2 separate regions of the Mus musculus genome follow, and region 1 is linked to region 2. The links are chromatin contacts, called in public Hi-C maps. All regions are on one chromosome and are shown on one strand. The core of a region is the stretch at or near the end of the contact, and the rest is flanking DNA. Distances in the headings are between cores, read along the strand shown. Region 1 overlaps Sox5 (SRY (sex determining region Y)-box 5). Region 2 overlaps Sox5 (SRY (sex determining region Y)-box 5).

What was found. A called contact is a pair of places that touch in the nucleus more often than the background predicts.
Region 1: a contact with region 2 is called in a Hi-C map of the 3T3-L1 cell line, with 4 times the contacts expected there. The contact joins two enhancer-like sites. A contact is called at or near these places in 1 of 39 promoter capture datasets (the 3T3-L1 cell line) and 1 of 484 Hi-C or Micro-C datasets (the 3T3-L1 cell line).

The regions. Positions count from the first base shown.
Region 1 is chr6:144,071,829-144,077,816 of GRCm38.p6, reverse strand. The region is part of intron 3 of Sox5 (SRY (sex determining region Y)-box 5); the gene reads left to right. Among named protein-coding and RNA genes, the nearest start is that of Gm52485, 89 kb to the right of the region's middle. Within about 2 kb of position 2,711, at least 86 of the 459 cell types and tissues checked have an H3K27ac peak or open chromatin away from gene starts, as enhancers often do.
Region 2 is chr6:143,913,730-143,919,733 of GRCm38.p6, reverse strand. The region is part of intron 8 of Sox5 (SRY (sex determining region Y)-box 5); the gene reads left to right. Among named protein-coding and RNA genes, the nearest start is that of Gm52484, 23 kb to the right of the region's middle. Within about 2 kb of position 3,168, at least 41 of the 459 cell types and tissues checked have an H3K27ac peak or open chromatin away from gene starts, as enhancers often do.

The sequences.
Region 1 (5,988 bases), core at 1,462-3,961, 160 kb before region 2:
CATGGCGAGCGTAGGGGAGTTAAGTCCCTCATGTGGGTTATAAAGAGAATCGCTCACCTAAGGATCATATGTGACAGAGACTGCTACTGACACGAAAAAGACAAAAAGTTCTTGTTCTCTTCCAAAAACCAGTTCTGATTACCTTCCTTGCAACACACTGGCACACTCTGTTTTGTGAGTGATAGTTTGAATTCACTAAGATTTTTCACTAGACAGTACATGAATCTATGTCTGTGTTCCTAGAACAGATACTTTAATATTGTTCCACACACAGATCCAAAGTTAGACATACATTTTAAATTTATCTGATTAGGGAATAAGTATAAGACCATTTTATCCTGATAGTTTTACTCTGTCATCTGTTAATTTTCTCTGACAACCCTCTCTCCCCTTTGACAAGAATCTTATTAGAAAAAGGTACTACTTTTTGGGTTTGCCATTCGTCCTTTCTGGGAGCGTTATTGTCTCTGATAATATACTAATATCCACTAAATACAAGGTGCCACCTCAGTCACCGTTTAGAAGTTAGTTCCTGACTCTAGGTTCCGTACATATATAAAGAATTCTAAGTTGTGGCCACAATTCACAAGACCTGATAGGCTTGCTGTTGTAGTTTTTAATAGGCTGAATCTGTAACAAGATTGGTCCAAACTTTATTATTCAACATGCACTCAAAGAGCCAAGTTGTAGGTAAACAGGCGACCCTGAACTTCACACCATGCATAGTGGTGGTAAAAGTGTTCAGAATCGCTCTTACTGCAGGCAGAGTGCTCTGAAACGTATGGCTCTCTCTCCAGCAAAAACAAGTGCTATTTCAAGCATGCTTACTTGAACAGGCTGTGTTGGAAAGCACAGAACTGATGCATACAATTCATCACTCCATACACATAGTTGGGCCCCATTAAGGGTCTCTGGCTTGTGTGGGTCTAATCCCCCACCCTTGGTGATAAGTACTTGTGCCTCTGTGTTGTTAGTATATCTGGGTTACTGGTAGGTCGATTGGAGATCTGAAGATCGGATCTGTTGATTTATGACTAGAAAATGACCAGAGATACTTAAAAAACTTGGGAACACACATCTGGATGCCACCAGTAGAAGGATTCAGGATCAATTGACATAGTCATGATAATGGGGAGAGTTGAGAGCTAAGTCCCTCCTGTGGTAAATGTAGGGTTATAAAGAGAATAGCTCAGAGAAGGGTACATATGTTTGTGACAAGACTGAATCTGAGATGAGCTACGGCTGCCTACGAACTATAAGAAGAGCCAGGAAAGATATTTAAAGCAAAAACCTACAGTTGAGTTTCATAAAATTCCTGATGAGTTACCGCCTCAATGCACGATGTGCTTGGTGTTGGGATATTTTCTTCTAACAATGCCTTTCTCAAAATCTCCCAGTATTGTAATATATGCTAATGTGTATTTTGCAAAATCATGACACTTAAGAAGTGATTGTGACACAATAAAATTCACATAAACACGGGGAAAATTATTTAAGTGGTGAAAAATAATATCTTCTGGCAATTAAGGAGAACGCATAAAGGAGGAAACGGCAGCGACTGCTGCAGCTCCCACGTTCGCTTTGCCATTTTCCCGTTATTACTGTAGCGATCTTCGCACAGAGCCCAGATTGCTAGGTGCACGTTGTCTGTGCTGATGCTCTTTAGGCACAGATGTAAAGGAGTTATTGGTTTGCTTTGCCCTTCGCTCTCTTCAGAATACTTAGCGGAAGCATCCTGTGACAGATACCGCCAAGAACAACTCCTTGAGATGAGCTTCATCAAGGGGAAGTGTGGTTTGCTGTGGCCTGGTTTGGGTGTCCTTTAATCCTATGGCCAGCTTCCGATTTCCTTGTTTGGGTTGAGTACCTATTCTCATCCTTACACACGCACCCTGGCATCCAAAACCAGACTGGATTCAGTTACCTGCATCCAGACGGCAAAATTGGGCTTCTGCTTCTACCACCTCCCTGTGTATGCTCCTTGTAGACCTCAGAATGAAACTGGGCATATTGGTAAAGGTGCTCGTGGCTTCTAGGTCTCTTAAAAGCTGTTTGCTCGCCTTCCAGGAGTGGAAGAGACGCTTGTTACCTTAGCACATTAGAAGACGAGTGGCTGGGGACTGAGTTAATATTTTCCCAAGTGCTGCTAAGAAATGGGCTGGTTTACACGTGAGCATTTAAAAGCTGCTTCTGCCTCGAAACTCAGTATTTGAGACAGGTTAGTCAGAAACGCTAAACTATATGAGTCCTTCTTGTCTGTAAGGGATCGGTTCCAAGCCCAAGCGGGTTCCTGAAAGCACACTCAGAGCTGATCCATATGGATACTATCTGTTTTCGTTTTTCTACACAGTTATGATAAAGCTTATGAAATAGGAACACAGAGAGATTGACAGTAATTGCTATTGATAAAATAGGGCAAGCTTTAAGAATACATTATGTGTAATAAAAGAAGATAAAGCCTCCTGAAAGACTGAAGTCAAATATTAGCACCCACTGTAAAGCCAACCTTAGAGACGAGCTGACTGTCACATGTGCCACAGACATAAAACTTGCCTACAGTTAGAAAAATATATTTTTGAAGTTAAGACTTAAGAAGTCTGTTTGAAATACATCTGCCACATCCCTTCCAGATAAATGCTAGGGAAAGCGAGCCCATGGCTCACGTGTGCTAGCTGGAAGCTTTCCCGGTAGTAGTGAGACTCGTAGTGACTCACTCATATATTCTGGGCAGCTCCTGATTGATAGCATGTGGCCAAGGAACAGCTTCAAACCGTCTCACATTGGTGTTTAACCCATGAGTCATTGCTCCTGATCTATGCCCATGATGTTTTAATTTAAGAAATACCGAGTTCTCCTTTAAGAGCAGGCTGGAAATCGACAGACTAAAACCCAAGGGGGATGGGGCCCTTCCTTCGAGTGTCATTGACTAGAAAGGATAGTTTCCATTCTGTCCCCGTGAAGGCCAGTTCTAGATGGAGTAGTGGGGAGCCCCACGTGCTCCTTCAAGATTGCAGGAAGTAAGTGTCTTTGCTTACTCTTCAAATATTAAATCTGAGTCCTCTCTCCCTGCTTCCCCTTCGCATCTGCCTGTTCCCTGTCTCCCCTCCTTCTCCTCTCCTCCTCTGTTAAATACATTAACTGCCTTACCTGAAACCTGGATTTCTTGCCTGAGTTGCTTTATTGTTTCTGCCAGTGCGTAGTATAGATTTGTGGCTTCTATTGAAGGTTGGGGGAGACTCTTTTTCACTTGAATGTGGTATTGTTTCCATGTGAATAAAAGAGCCACAGATCGACTTTATATATAGTTTATAAATAATTATACATATACACGCATATATATATATATATATATATAATATTTCTAGACTTTTTTATATTTATAGGCTTCTTTAGCTGTAACACACCACCAATATTTAATATAGTGTTACGCTTTAAACATAGTTTCTTCCTCTATTCCGATTGAGTAGTACCTGCCACAGTTTTAATCCAATTAATACTTATTAAATTGTTTTGACTCATAATGTAGAATTATTTGCTTAAGCTGATCTGAAACATATAATCTACACTTTCTAAGTTCTTGTCAATGCGAATCAAGATCTGCTGTGCCAGTCTTGGCAAAAGCTCAGCAGAAAATAGAATATTCATATCTGGTTACCAGAGCTCTAGGCGTACTGAAGCGTTCCTCAGCTTCCTCTGTGGACAGAGGCAGGATTTCATCATGCCCCATTCTTAGGCAGAGACACAATCGCTTCTATTAAACAGTGTTCTAGCATGGTATCATTAGTCTGCATTGAGGAGTTTAAAAAGAAAAAATTCGTGAAAACAGCTATTATGAGAATGCGGTTCGCTGAATCAACTCCAATGTTCCTTCCATTAATGAGGACCCGGAAGACAGTTCCCACTCAGGCTTGTGTGCCACCAAGCTCTTGTCACACCTAGAGCTAACTTAGTGTCACCTGATTCACTTGATATAACCAGAAGCAGCTTAGGCACTAGATCTTGGTGGTATAAATCCCCAGAAAGCATGGTGGACCCTCAGTTAGAAGTGCCATATGGTGGCGTGGATCATGGCATTTTATTTCAATTCTGTCTCTTCTGTATTTCTGGGTTTTATTATGGCTGCCTTTTATGCCTTCTTCTAACTCCAGCTCTTTATGTCCTTACTGTTTTTCTATCCTTTTCTCTAACATCGTTTTACCCGAGTGCTTGTCCTGCCTCTTGTCCCGGCTACAGGAATCCCAGATGCAAATGACAGACAAGCAATGGAGTAGCCTCTATTCCCGACTCTCAGTCCAACCTGCTGACACAGGTCCACAAAAATCACCTTCTCATTTCTCCAAACCTCCCCTAACCCTCCAAGTTAAGCTGTAATAGACACCAGCATGGAACCTCTTGTTACAATGTCATGGATTCATAACTCAGCTTTGCTAGAAGCTTCCACAATGCTTCTAGACTTTAACACATAGCTATGCAAATAGGAAGTATTATTGATAGATTGTATGACAGCAGGCACTCTGGGTTATTTCTACAATAGAGCCATGTGTCTCAGTGTTGCGTGCTGTTAATAAGAACCTTCAATTCCCAAGTTAGCAATGGAAATTCCTTCTGAGGAATATGATTATGATGATAATTAAATTGATATAGCTTTATTTCAGATGAGTGCATTCATCATATTTGCAAATGGTGCGTCAAAGCAAACACGTAGCTCTCCTTTAGCCATGAATATGCAGAATAAAGGCTTTGACAAGTTTTTCAATACAACTCCATAGTGCAGCTGGGCCAAGGATTCAGGGGACACAGGTTCTTGACTGCACCCTGCTTAATGAAATAACAATAGCATGTTGTTTTACAATACCAGTTCCCCATTTGTGTCATGTTTAAAGTGACTCTTGGTGATATTTTATAGCAATAGATTTAGGATGAATAAGATTTTAGATTCACAACATCCTCTACTGAAGCACTATTGATATTAGAGAGCTTTGCTTTTTTTCTTTTATAGATTCAAAAAATATCTTAATCCCAATGCCTATAATCATTACATGTCCATACTTCAACATTTTTGGTATTTTCAAGGAACTAAGCATTCTGAAGCTACACAGTCACACACATGCACACACACACATTCCCACATGTACATACACACACTTGTACATGTATACACACATGCACATTACACATACATACACATATACACAAACACTCTTACGCATACATGCACATACTTATATACACATACACACATATACATGCACACATGGATATTCTTATACATACATGCACATACTTATACCCACATACACATGCACACACACCATGTACTTTGTTTTACTCACTGACTCACTGTTATATTTCTGTGAGGACACACCATGACCAAGACTACTCTTATGAAACAAAACATTTAGTTGGGGCTTGCTTATGGTTTCAGAGGTGTAGTCCAATGTCATCATGTCCCGGAACATGGGAGCATGCAGGCAGCAACTGGAGCAGTAGCTGAGAGCTACATCTTGATCCTTAGGCAGAGAAAGATGGGGGTTGAGGAAGAAAGGGAGAGAAAAATTTGGGGCCCGGCTTGAGCTTTTGAAACCTCAACGTCCACCTCCAGTGACACACTTCCACGTACAAGGCCACACCTCCCAATACTTTTAAAGAATTACACTTCCTGGTGGTGACCAAGCATTGAATATTGAGCTTATTGGGGCCATTCTCATTCATAACACACACACACACACACACACACACACACACACACACGCACGCACACGCACACACACACATGCACACATGTGCATGCATACACACACACAGACACACATGCATGTATACACATGCACACACATACACACACACATGCACATATACCATATACACACATACACACACATGCACACATGAACACACAGGCGCCCCCCCCCCCACACATGCACATAAGCATGCATTCACAATATACACATAATACAACAGAAACAATGGAAGCAGTCATTTCCATTG
Region 2 (6,004 bases), core at 1,919-4,418:
ATGTCGTCTAACATTTGTGGAGGTGTTGAAGTGCTGGGAGCCTTCATCCCTCATAGCAGACCTATGGCATCCTTACAGAGATTCCAGAAGTAGCAACAGTTCTTAGAAGTCTGAGCCATTGTTCTCAGACTTCCCATCCCGCATGTGTGCTCCAGCATGCAGCCAGACCCCACTCCAGAAGAGAATATTCTTATATTAGATGGGGTAATATAAGTAATATAAAGTAATATAAATAGCATATAGTTTGGTTTGCTATAAAGAGGCCCTGATATTTTCCTTTCACTCACTTGGAATGTGATGTTTGATCATTTGCTGTCTGCTGCCCCCCCAGCCCCCCACTGTCTGCTGGCATAAAATGGGCGATTGCCATGACCATGGCCAAGTGGAAGCATTTGCTTCTGCAAGTCTGTCTGGTGACCCTCACCTTTCCCATAGCAAATCACGAGTATTGGAGAACCAAAGATTGTTTTTTCTCAGGGAGTAAGCCTGCCTGCCTGCCTGCCTCTCTCCTCCTCTCCCTCCTTCCTTCCCTCCTTCCCTCCCTCCTTCCCTCCCTCCCTCCCTCCTTCCCTCCCTCCTTCCCTCCCTCCTTCCCTCCCTCCTTCCCTTCTTTTTTCCTCTTTTCCTTCCTTCCTGCCTGCCTGCCTGCCTTCATTCCTTTTTTTTTTCTGTTACTTTGAGAGGAATTCAGCGGCATCACCCACAAAATTAAACTAATTAAAGATGAAGTACGGTGCCCATGATGTATAGAGATCTGAAGAGCCCCTGGCCAGCAGCGTTACTCTCTTGCCAAATGGAGATGTATTTACTGGTCTGTGACCTGAGGGGTGGAAGAGGGGCTCTTGTCCTCAATCAGTAATGAACAGAAATTCTGGAGCGGCATAAAAAGGGTCAGCTGGAGAGGTCATGCATCATACGGGGAGGCAGATGTTGGAACATATTGTAATGGCTTATGTGCAGAACGTGAAGGTGGCTCGTGGAGCCAGAGCATCAGCGGGGAGGGAGGGGCAGGGAGCAGATCAGGTGGCATTTCCTAGTGTGACTCTTAGAAAAGTTTATCTAGTTCCTTAAGGAACTGCTTCAATTATAAAAGTCAAAACGAGTTTTCTCCTAGCTGTTTTGAGATTTATTGGTGTGTAATAAAACGGGGCGAGCAGCCTTTAAAGGGGCAGTGCGCCTGAAGTGAGCTTGTGAGGAAGCTCCCTTGCCTGCAGTGGGACAGAAGCAGAGAGGCAGCCTTTCTCAGGACAGGTCCGTCCGATGGCTCGAGGAGTTCAGAGGCATCTTGAAGTCCGCGCACGATGCCATTTGCAACACCCACACACCGGTCCACCCTCCGTGGGTGACCCCATACGCCGTCCAACTCTGTCAGCCCATAAAACTGAATAGAATAATAACAGTTGGACGTGTACTGCTAACATTTTATGAGGCCAATTTGTGTACATAATACTCACGAATGCAGAGTGTCATTGTTTTCTTCTGTTAGGGGTATGGCTTCACCATACGATCTATTTGCCAGTCTCTTCAGCGCCACAACATCCAGATTCCTAAGAGCTTCTCAATATAAAGCCGCTCTATAGCCAAATATCATCCCTCCTGTATCTCAGCTTTTCCAAGACACACCATCCAGGAGTGAAAGTCCTTAGAAGAGGTGAATCATGATGACCGCTTTTCTTTCCTGAATCACGAGAGGCAGCTTCTCCCATCAGACATGCTGCACAGGGAGGGGCTCACCTGTTTTGTCCGGAAGGAAGGTCTGACTCTGGACCTTGTAGCATCCCTTTCATCCTGTGGCTTGTCCTCCTCACACTCCCGGCTCCTGTCTGCTCGTCTCTCCTCATCAGCCCCTTGCATGGCTTGATGTTAAATCTGTGCCCTGACATCCCCAGCTGACACCGCCATTCCCACAATGACTACATCCCTCCTTCATGTGGAAACGTCTCCTAAAAAGCCTTGAGTTTATTTGCCATTTCAGGTTAATGCATTTCTTCCCTGTCCATCATTTAATTTAGGAATTGTGCCACAGTTTGAAAGGTCTGGGGTCCATCAGGGACTGTTCAGAGCAGTGCCCATAGAGGCTCTGGTGTCTCCTGTGCCTATTACATCATATGATAAGGACTCAAAGGAAAGCCTGATTATTTTTTTATTATCACACTATGATTTTTTTCCATTTTTTATTAGGTATTTAGCTCATTTACATTTCCAATGCTATACCAAAAGTTCCCCATACCCACCCACCCCCACTCCCCTACCCACCCACTCCCCCTTTTTGGCCCTGGCGTTCCCCTGTACTGAGGCATATAAAGTTTGCGTGTCCAATGGGCCTCTCTTTCCAGTGATGGCCGACTAGGCCATCGGTTTTTTTTTTGTTTTGTTTTCGAGACAGGGTTTCTCTGTATAGCCCTGGCTGTCCTGGAACTCACTCTGTAGACCAGGCTGGCCTCGAACTCAGAAATCGGCCTGCCTCTGCCTCCCGAGTGCTGGGATTAAAGGCGTGCACCACCACGCCCGGCCCTCTGATTTTTCAATAATAGCTACACTTTCCCATGAAACTAGACTCATACCATTTACCTCACAAATTTTACTGGTTAAAACAAATGTATAAAGCACCCTTTTAACTCAACAAAGTAACAATCACATTTCCTAAAAATGAAAAGATCTCAGTGCACAATTTTCTGTAGAATACAGGGAAGTGACCATTAAGTGACCAGAAAGACACACAGGAAAATCAAGGACACACTTCCAAGCAGCAACCCCACTCAGTCTACCTTACTAGAATAATTATCCTAGCCAAGGAGCTGAAGAGATGGCTATTAAGAGCACTTGCGGTTCCTCCAGATGACCCTTGGTCAGCTCCTAGCACCCACATGGCAACTCCCAAGTACTCGTAACTCCAGTTCTGGCATATTAGACACTGTCTTCTGGCCCTGAGTGTACTGCACAAATGTACCACACATACATACATGAAATAGGTATTCTTAAAGACATACAACAATATTCTTAAAAATTTTAAAGAATACTAAGTACAGATGAAGATACAGAATTACTGCAGTCCTCAGACACTCTCCTGGGAATGCCAAAGCATTCAGCCACTGTGAAGAAATGGCACTTTTAAAGTAAGCCTAAGCTTATTTGACTCATGCCCATATGACTAAGCAAATCCAATCTTAGAAACGGGGGTAGCCCAGAGTAATAAAAACACACAAAGACTGGTCCTGGAATGTTCATGGCAGGATTAATCATAACAGCCCAAAAATAGGAAATAAAAATCCAAGCGTCCATCAAGTAGCTAAATGGATAAACAAATGTGGTAGATTGTGATTTGTCAAGGAAGGGAATCAATGACTCAGCCCTAACGAGGCTCACCAAACACGCAGAGGCGCCAGAAGCATTGTGCTAAGTGGAAGGTGTCAAGTCTCGCGGTCTTTGATCCCTCCCAACTTGGTCCCAGAAGCGGCAACTGCAGAACTGACCTCCCAGCCGGCAAGAAGAGCAAGCAGTATTCTGCTGCGCATAGAACAATGTCCAGTGTTTATTAGCACACCCTGGGGCCTGAGGTGAAACACTGTCAGCAGTTCTGTGTGTGATGGCCACACTCGGACTTCTCTGTCCTTGCCGGGAGGAGTGGGCTAATGAGGCTGCAGCACTGTCAGATCCAGGCCCTCTCAAGACAGTCCCAGTCAGTCAGTAAGGTGTGAGGCCATCTGCCCTGACCCTCCCGTCCTCTACAGAAGGAATCAGAGGACAAGAGGGGAAGGACCCATGTGGAACTGTACGTGGGATCGAAATCTTGGTCCTTGGCTTGACTGGCTGGGGGACTAATAAATCCACCTCCTGGACAGGTGGAAAGATGACAGCATTACTGGGAAGTGGTGAAGGGCAGGGGGAGGCACACAGTGTGTGGACACACCTCCAGGGGGTGGGGAGATGCCTCTTGCCCAGGCCTCTCCCAGTACCTTCCCTCCTCCCCTGCTTCCTGTTCATGTTGTATGTAGAAGCCTCTCTGCCTCAGTTTCTCCCCTGTTCTGTTGCTCTGTCCACACATGTTAGGAAGCAGGCTTGCCCTAAACACTGACACTATAAGTCACTGTAAATTATTCTCCCTTAAGTTGCTTCTGTCAGAACCTCTGTCCTATAATGGCCGTGATCATTAGCACAGGATATTCTTACATGGCACTACAAGAACATCCACATTCCTGATTTTGTGTGTGTGTCAAGATACATACAAATACATTTGCTGTGTTTTGTCCGTATGATGCACACTGACCCTGTGTATCACTGCCACCTCAGACCCCCTAGGAGAGCGTTCAAATCCCCAAATTGAAGCTACCCTCTAAAGAGAATGCTCACAGCCCTCCCCATCCCCCTGGAAACCCCATCTCTGTTAATAACCTAGACCTTGCTAAGCACTTTATATGAGTGACATCACACCGCCTTTCTTCTGTCTTCTCTGTCTTACTGGCTCAGCAAAGCTGGGGCTCCTCAAGGTTCATACAAGTTGTTCTTTGCTGAGTAATATTCCGTTTCCCACATCTCTGCATTGTTTTTTGGGTTTTTGTTTTGTTTTGTGTGTGTTTTTGGTTTTTGTCCACGTACTCTTGAAAAAAATCTGGGGTCATTTCCACCTTGGACTACTGAGACTTACTCTGTTTACAATACGGTTTTAAATGTATGTTTTATTTTTTTAAAAAATCCCATTTTCAGGAACTTTCATAAACAAGTAGAACTTCTGAGTCATGTGCAAACGCTGCTTGATCTGTCAGGGAGCTCGTACAGTTGCTGCACTAAGAAGGGGCGGCTAACATTCTTACCACCAAAGTGCAAGCTCCTAACACCATTACCAACAACGTGGGCCCCCTGCGGTTCATCTCAAGATGTACCTTCTCTTTACTTACGTGTGTGTGTGTGTGTGTGTGTGTGTGTGTGTGTGTGTGTGTGTGTGTGTGTAGGGGTGTCATGTTTGAGGGATGCCCTGAGAGACCAGAAGAGCCCCAGCCCCCTGAAGTTGGAGTTACAGATGATAGTGAGCCTCCTCACAGGGGTGCTAGGAACCAAACTCACAAGAGCAGTGAGTGTTCTTAATATCTGACCTATTTCTCCATCTCTATTTGCTGGGGTTTGAGAGAGGAACCACAGTGTGTGGGGACTTGGGATCTCTTGTGCTCTTACGTTTGTCAGGATAGGAGAGTAGAACACAGTTTCTTAGCCAGTCCATAGTGATGCATAAATCAGAAGGGTTTATCCACTCAGAGTATGACTGTCTACTGGGACTTTTGCTGAATGCCATTTTACAGATAATGTACTTAATAAATAAGTTAATGTTGCCAGTGTCAGAGAAAGTCCATGCTTAAATTGAAGTTGCACTGATAATTTTCTGAGGAAACATGACAAATAATAATGCAGAAAGCACATTTATTCACATTGAAACCTGCTGGCATGTTTTGAAAGATTTTCTCCAGTACATTAGTTTCTCCTTAAACTCCACATTTAAGTTACATTAAGAACCAGAAATTAAGCCATAAAGATAACACTTATGGAGGCTTGAAATTGCTTTTGGTTTTTGTTTCTGCTCGCAATGCCATTCCATGTCCTTTCACTTAAGGAAAGGAGGGAGAGAACGGTGAAATATTCTCCTTACACATCACTTCTAACTTGATGCATCTTTTCAGGTTTAATTTGCACTGGATAGGAATGTATTTATTCATAAACAATGCATCACAAACAATAACAGGTGAAAATATTATAATTTAAAAGTCTTCTAAATATATAGCAAATCTACAAAATATTAATATATACAAGCTATGTGTATATGTATGAGTGAGTACATATGTGTATGGGTGCGCATTGCACAGGTGTGTTTATGCATGTGCATATATGTGCATGCACATGATCATGCAGGTGTATGTGTGTCTGTCTCTCTGTGTCTGTCTGTCTGTCTGTCTGTCTGTCTGTGTGTGCATGTGTGCATTGATGTTTGTTTAACAACTCAAAATTTTCCACTCTT